2 separate regions of the Mus musculus genome follow, and region 1 is linked to region 2. A link is a contact called in public Hi-C data. All regions are on one chromosome and are shown on one strand. Each heading gives the region's core, a stretch centred on a gene start, on an enhancer-like site or on the middle of the called end of the contact. The rest is flanking DNA. Distances are from core to core; before and after follow the strand shown. Region 1 overlaps Ubp1 (upstream binding protein 1). Region 2 overlaps Clasp2 (CLIP associating protein 2).

Region 1 (3,963 bases), core at 262-2,761, 110 kb after region 2:
AGAACAGCCTTTAATATCTGGGACTTGCATGTTACTGCATGTTCTGTGGAGCTGTAAGACTCTCCTTGTACGCATTGATCACAGGGCTTGGCATTCTGCACTTTCCTTAACCTGGGGCCTTCCTCTCAAGGGTTCCTGCTGAGCCGCTCTCTGGCACATCACCTGAGCTGCAGCACCAAAGAGAATGGCAGGAGACAGTGAGGACAGTGAGGTCTCTTAGGTGGTCATCACAGTTCAGAGCTGGGATTCACTATCACCAGCTGGGATATATCTCTTCATGAGTTACAGATGTCACAACTAGGATCCCTGCTTCAGAGCTGTGTGACCCTAATAGACAGAGAACCTCTTTCTCTGCTATTTCTTTCCAAGAGTGACTCCATACAGGCTCACGTCTCATGGGAGTTAGGCCTCTCTGGTTTTTATTTATTTATAAGCTAGGACTCTGTCAAGCCCTTTCATTTGAGCCTCTGAAACAAAGCGAGCAAGTGAAGCAACGCCGTTATCTTCTGCATATGGGAGTAGATGTTTAATATATGAAGTCATATATTAAGGTCTGGAAGGTCTTGACTGATATTAAAAGAGTAAAAAGATTTTGTATACATCTCCAAATATAGTAAGTATTGAGTACATGAAAGACTTTCTCTGACTACCCCAATTTCACTGGTGCCCAGTGCTTGTTCAGTCTTGTATCCACTTCTCCCTTATATACACTGCCCTTTTTGATGCTTTTAAGGCAAATCCTAGACACCAAGTACTTAGGGAAGCAATCTGAAGGAACAGGGTGATCTTCTACTAAGCTCTCCTGTTAGAACGGGCTGTGGGGATGGAACTTTATAGTGTCTAACTTGTATTGCACACAGTGCTGTAATGAAACCCGCTCTCCACTTTGCTTCTCACTCACTGGTGACTTTGGGCAAAGTTCACCAAATGTCAATATTCCATTTATGTTTTTAAAAAGGAAAAAAAGCAGCACCAGGGCGTTAGGGAGATTCAGAAACAGGGTTACCCACAGCCCAGCGACAAGGAAAGAAAGGCAGATAAGGAATAAGGAGTCTTGTATTGGGAGCAGACGGGCCTCCTGGCCATGGCCACTGACTTATCAGCTTCTGGCACCTTGTTACCACAGCATGTGGTTTCTGTGTTAATCGTGGCTGTGTGTACTCCAGGATACCTGTTGCTGCGCAGACGGACAGACCTGTGCAGTGACACTGTGAAGCAGCAGCTCTGTCCATTCCTGTCTTGCTTATTTGAGGATCTCTGCTATTTTCCAGGTGCCGACTTATTAAAGCTGACAAAGGAGGATTTAGTTCAGATTTGTGGTGCAGCCGATGGAATTCGGCTCTATAATTCCCTGAAGTCAAGGTAAAATACCACAGACTATTTTGCGTGAGCTGAAAGTGGACTTTTCTCTGCGTGGGGGCTTTGGTGGGCAGAATGTGTTTCCACGCTAGGTTGGCGTGTGCCTGTGTGCGCCACCAAGCATCGGCAGCATTGTGCTCACGAGAAGACTGTTTTGTGTACACCTTCAGGGCAGGCACTGATGAGGGCAGAGGTAGACTAAGACTGGTAGCAATGCACATGGGCAGGACTGATTTCTTGAAGACGACTGGGTTTGTTGCCAAGAAAACAAAACTTCTAATTTAGGTGAGCTCTACAGAATCTATGGTTTTCAAGGTCATGATTATTGTTAAGCAGTTATTAAATGTGAACTTGTAACTGTCAATTAGAATGCTAGAACTGTGACTGTGCTGGCTTTGAGACCCACTGCTGCCATTACTGTCTCTAGACTTGTGTGCTGAGACTTGAGTAAACTCCAGCCTTACTGATTTCAAATTGCTTAATCAATCTTAAAACTTAAATTTACCAGCATCTGACAGACCATCTCAATGGTTTAGAGTCTGGACCTGTGATAGTTGGTGTGAGGTGTGTGGTTTTTAATATTTTTATTAGAAAATTATTTTGCATAATGAAATAACACTGTAAAGTTCTCACCAGGAAAACTAGACCGTAGATTCCTGTAGTTGTTGATTGTACCTGCTGGGGCAGCTTACCCTCACAGTCTCATTGATGGCATCTTCTGATTACAGGTCGGTTAGGCCCCGCTTAACCATCTATGTCTGCCAGGAGCAGCCGAGTAGCACCGCGCTGCAAGGGCAGCCACAAGCTGCAGGCAGTGGAGGTGAAAGTGGCGGTGGGACGCCCTCCGGTGGGTATTGAGGGCGTTTCCTTCCCATACTCCCTCAGACTCTGATGTGAGCGCGGGACTGCCGAGCAAGCACTAGGAGCAGCTGTAGGGTCAAGTCCTGGGGAAAGGAGGAAACTAGAACTTTCTTTGTCCTCGCTATGCATGCTGTAGATCTCTTTTTATGACTTTTATGTAAGACATTCCCAGCAGTCAGAACAATAACTTGCTTGAGGCTTTCTGGATGAATGTCACATTGGTTGCTTGCTGGGGAAAGAGGTTGTTGTTTTGGTTTGGGTTTCTTAGGTCTTTTCCCCCTCCATTTCATTAACTAGATGGGGACTGGGGGGACACAACTCCTGACTATCACACATGAACAAAGACAAGTGGATGTAGCAGTCTTCCTCCACCCTCCTCCTCACCCACCTGGGGTGAGCATCCATTGTGTTCCCTGCAGGCAGGATGGTGGGAGCTGTGTATTTAAGGGTCAGTGTTAGCACAAGCTGTATAGTTTACCTTCTGACTAAGGAGGACTTCTTTGCCTTGCAGATTTATCTCAGTTGGACAGTGTGAAGCACTCTGGCCTCTCCCGTCTCCTTTTCCCTCCCTCCTTTGATTAGAAACATTTTAGGAGTGTGACAGGTTGGGCCCAGGTCTTACTAGGTAGCCTAAGCTGGTCTCGGCACTGCCATTCTCCTAAATGAATTCATCCTCCAAAGCACCGAGGTTACCGGTGTGCAGCAGCACACCTTGCTCTCATTTGTGTGATGGTATCAATGTCCCCTCTCTCACATTCTGAAACAGAATGACGGTGACATTCAGCTTCAGGGAAACATGTATTGTGGCATTCTAAGAGGTAGCTGATAGTAGTAGAGCTCTGAGAAATGCCTCATGGCTTGGATTTCTTTAAATGAATGGAAGAGCAGTGATCACAGCTGTGGCTTTTAAGACTAAGGACATGAGATTCTTCTTTTTTGGGGTTTGTTTTGTTTTGGTTTGTTTGTTTTAAGACAGGGTTTCTCTGTGTAGCCCTGGCTGTCCTGGAACTCACTCTGTAGACCAGGCTGGCCTCGAACTCAGAAATCTACCTGCCTCTGCCCCCCAAGTGCTGGGATTAAGGGTGTTCGACACCACTGCCCAGCAGGTCATGAGATTCTTAAAGGAGCTCTCTGTATCACCGTCATACACATCACTCACATTTTGCCAGGAGTGTAGTATTAGGGCATATGTGTGTTCAGAGATGAGTGTTGTACGGGAGTAGTGGAGACATGGGAGACCTTTATTTTATCCTTAACCATTCAGCTTTAGTGAGCTAAAGACCAGGTAGTAACTCTTTGGACACAGGGGCTTTCCTGCATTGAACTTGTTCACAGCCTGCCCTCTGTGACTTCTTCAGGCTGTGATAAATAGCTTTGACCCTGTTCCTATAAACAGAAAGTTGTGTCATTTTATTAAAAGAACCAGAGGGCAGGAAGGAGTCCCCACACAGTGACGTAGTGCTCCTCCAGCACTGTCGTCAGTTTTGAGCTCTAACCTAAGCTGCTCAGAATGGTTCCTGTGCATGGCGGTTCCTGTGCATGGCGCTGCTCACTTCCCTCGTGAGGCCCATGTCTGGTTTGAGTCAGTTTGAGCAGGACGCATTTGACTAATGCTGACACACAGACTCAGAGTGCCGTTGTATTCAAGGCATGGACAGAAATGTCAGACAGTAGATGTTGAACTGAGGCTGGGACTTCTTAAGAACCAGACTCCCATTTTCTGTATCCTTATTTTTCGTAGGG
Region 2 (3,682 bases), core at 1,175-3,674:
ACACACACACACTTTGACCCAGTAATTGAGTAATTAAGTAATTATACCAAAAAATAAAAATCAACCTTTACTTCAGAATGTAATCTCCTGTTGTATGCCCTTTCAGTCTGAGTGTCTTTGGTCCAGCTACTTGTGTGCATTATTTACTGAATATGAGCTTGTGCTCTTTTTCTCAATATCATAGTGCGGTATTCTAATGCTACATACATATTCTCTCCATACCACTGAGGTTCCTGACTGCAGATGTCTGTGGAGAGACTGGGGCACCCTTAAGATCCATAGAGAGTCCTGGAAACTCTAGGCTCAGCTCCCTTTTGGTTCTGTGATCTCGAGTGAGGAGTAGATCCCCTCACTGTAAGGGCTTGGCAAGGAGGGTCTGTCAGCCTAATGAAATGAAGTAAAAAGGAACTGGTGACCTAAAGAAAACACAGAAGGTGGAAGGAGGAGAAAGAAAAGGAAGAAAAAGAAGGTGGAATCAAGTGTACTGTTGCATGCCTTTACTCTCAGTACTGGGGAAGCAGCCAGCCAGGCTCCATAAGGAAACACTGTTTCAATAAAATAAAAGGAAGTAAAAGCAGGATTGCGAAGATGCCTTTCAGAATGTAAAAGCACTTGCTAGACAAGCATAAGGATATGAGTTAAGATTTGAGCACTTAGGGTTGGGGAGATGGCTCAGTGGTTAAGGGCACCAACTGCTCTTCTGAAGGTCCTGAGTTCAAATCCCAGCAACCACATGGTGGCTTACAACCACCTGTAACAAGATCTGATGCCCTTTTCTGGAGTGTCGGAAGACAGCTACAGTGTATGTACATATACTAAATAAATCTTTAAAAAAGAAAAGAAAAGAAACTGCAGCACAGCACCAAAATAAATGAATGAATGAATAAATAAATAAAAAGTTTGCGCACTTACCTAAAAGCTGGGCATGGTAGCACACACCCAACCTCTGTCCTCATGAGACACATGACTAGTGGGCTCTGCTTTCTTCTGTATTGAACCTTGTTTATCATGTCTGAACTTAGAGAATTCAGAATGAGTATATCATTTTTTTTTCAAACACTTCCTGTATTCAGTTTTTCCTCAGGTTTCCTGCTAAGTACTGAGGATCTGGAAAGTCTGTACTTTTTTTTTCTTCAGTTTATTGGTATGCTGCTGAGAAATAAGGGGCTACAGATTTGTTGACTTTTGAGTTGAACTTGCTACGAGACCTCAAACTCAAAATGTTTAGGAAACAGTTGAGATGAAATGGGTATACAAAGAAAAGGTGACATTAAACTGCATACACTCTCTAGTGCACTTGCCACTGGCTAATTTGCTTTTGTTTTTTTTAAAGCACTGAATTCTGTGGCACAGAGGTGGCCTGTGTGTTTTGAAATTTACCTGTTAACTTTTGTAGAGGAAAGTTAGTGTCATACAGAATGGCCAGGGTGTGTGTGTGATTATATTGGAGGTGTAGCTCATGATAAAATAGTTACCTAGCATACATAAGTATTCTTAGTAGGAGGTTTATGGAACTGCCTGAATGGAAAAGAAAACAAATGATTTTAGTAAGGTCGGTTAGATAAAAGTCAAATTTTGGTTAGATGTGGAAGAAATTGGTACTGGAATCTATGAACTTGCCGTGCTTGATGGCCAAGAAGAAAATGAAAGAGCTCTGTAGCTCCTCTCAGCCCTGGCACTTTCCTCCCCCTCCTTGTTTTAAGATCTTTGTCTGTACACCAAGGTGGTTGGTTAGCTCGAGAAGAAAGCAGTGAAAGGATGAAGAGAGTGGCCTGGTGCAGCTCCTGCAGAAGCTGTAAGGAGTGGGCTGCAGTGAGCAGAGCTGGCAGTGAGAGGGCAACAGTTTCCTGAGCCAGCGTAGGAGGAAATGGAGGGCAGGGAATAGAGTCAGGCATGGTACTTGCAGTACCAGGTGGGTCTTCAGAAGCGTGTATTCATTAGAATTAGAATCGTCTGCCTGAGAATTCTTGGTCCAAGAAGTGACTAAAGGTTTTGAATAGTCTTGAGTACAAGAGAAGGGACATTGTTAGACTTGGCCACAATTTGGAGCTTATGGGTGAGGTTTATTAGCGTGGAAGGCCACACAGCAGAACCAGTAGGGAGATAGCCTTGGAGGCCTAGCGTGTGCTTTGTAGTTCTCACCCTCGGAACTAGGCTTAGGAAGAAAGACTCCTTCCTCTGCTATGAAATGCTATAACATGTCAACCAGTGTTTCTGCCAGGGAAGCTCATTTAAGACTTCTAGTCCAGGGGTGGAATAGGGAGAGGAGGCTGGCCATATTGGCTCTTTGCTTTTTCAACAAGCCACAATTATCAGAATTCCAGACACCCAGAAGAAAGTTGATGCTCACCACAAATGATACTGCTTGCATATGGTTCAGGAGATTACTATGGCAGTCGATCCTCTGCTGTCACGGAACCTTGTTATCATGGGGGGTGGGGGATGGGGGTGTTCGGAGCTGAGTTAGCAGAGGCCAGTGTTGCACACAGGACCTTCAGAAGAGCAACAGCAAGCACACATGGTGACGCATAGCTGTAACTGCAGCACTCTGGAGACTGGGACAGGAGGTGTGTGACATGTGGGCCTCAAAAACAATAGCATTGCCAGTCCTACAATGCTAACTCTCTTGTGACAGATAGTAAAGGCCTGGTCTTCAGTGGCACCACCCGATCACAAGCTGTGTGGGTTTCCTCTAGGAGCTTGTGGTACAGAGGCAGATTTTCACCCAGATGTGTGATTATAGGAGCTGAGAGTTCAAAGGAAAGATGGGGTCTGTGAGAAGCCAGATGGCAAAGTGAGCCTGTACAAGTCACTTGTCTTTTTAAAAAATAGGGATTATGAAGTCTTTTTTCTAATATACTAAGTTTTCCTCTGTTCTCTGCTTGCTCTTTCATCAAAGAGGATACTTCTGACAAGATGGATGGTAAGACTTTTATAATTCTTTTCCACATCTCTACTGGGACCATGTTGATTCTTTTATGCTATTTATTTATCAAGAACTTTGTGTGAAATGGCTGCAGGACTCCAGCTTGGATTTTGAGTTGCTTTTATCCATTTTGGATTTCCTTGTGGGTTTTTTTTTGGAATTTAAGTCAGTTACCAAAAATAGTTCGTATGAAACCTGAAAAATAGGGCTCATATTTTTAATTTCCTATTTCTTTTTACAGTACTGGATTCAGAAGGAGGAAAGGAGTCTCTTAAGTCTCTGTTTTAACATGTTAGTTACCGACTGGAGCGGGACAGGGACAGTGTCTCACAGTTCACATGTTTATTTAAAATTGATTGCAAGTTGCACATGCTGAGATTTTAAACTAACATTTAATTTAAACTGAAGTTTAAGCTTTGCCTTTTAAATTCCAGTATTCAAATTATTGCAGCTTGTCTGTGGCTGCTTTGGTCTAGTCACAAATCTGAGCCTTGTTTTGTCAGACACTAGAGAGAAAACGGCCACAGCACTCTTTTCCCTGTCAGGGCTGAGGTATCAGCTGGAGTCTGAACTTTGTTAAAGAATTTGTTCAAAGAAAAGAAAGGGAAGCAAAACACCTTTTCTCTTAATTATTACATAAACTCTACAAATTTGCCTCAATTTTTTTTCTATTTTAATGAAATGGAAGCTGTATTTAATCTCGGGCTAGGAACTATTTTTAGTATCTCCATTTTAAAGTATTTCATAATTAATTAA

Evidence for each region. Hi-C and Micro-C count contacts between places; a contact is called where the count stands out from the background.
Region 1: a Hi-C map of the G1E-ER4 cell line shows a contact between it and region 2, with 1.7 times the contacts expected there. The contact joins two enhancer-like sites. A contact is called at or near these places in 4 of 484 Hi-C or Micro-C datasets (CD4 T cells, the G1E-ER4 cell line, embryonic stem cells and 1 more), 1 of 115 datasets of contacts at active chromatin or transcription factors (embryonic stem cells) and 2 of 9 other capture datasets (adipose tissue and liver).

What each region holds. Positions count from the first base shown.
Region 1 is chr9:113,968,055-113,972,017 of GRCm38.p6, forward strand. It overlaps Ubp1 (upstream binding protein 1), which reads left to right. Exons shown (of 16, transcript NM_001372510.1): 12 at 1,272-1,362; 13 at 2,088-2,206. It also overlaps a transcript of Fbxl2 not described here. Among named protein-coding and RNA genes, the nearest start is that of Ubp1, 39 kb to the left of the region's middle. Within about 2 kb of position 1,512, at least 34 of the 459 cell types and tissues checked have an H3K27ac peak or open chromatin away from gene starts, as enhancers often do. A contact at or near this core is called in the G1E-ER4 cell line, where this site is marked.
Region 2 is chr9:113,855,682-113,859,363 of GRCm38.p6, forward strand. It overlaps Clasp2 (CLIP associating protein 2), which reads left to right. Exons shown (of 40, transcript NM_001114347.1): 19 at 2,900-2,923. Among named protein-coding and RNA genes, the nearest start is that of Gm39439, 73 kb to the right of the region's middle. Within about 2 kb of position 2,425, at least 33 of the 459 cell types and tissues checked have an H3K27ac peak or open chromatin away from gene starts, as enhancers often do. A contact at or near this core is called in the G1E-ER4 cell line, where this site is marked.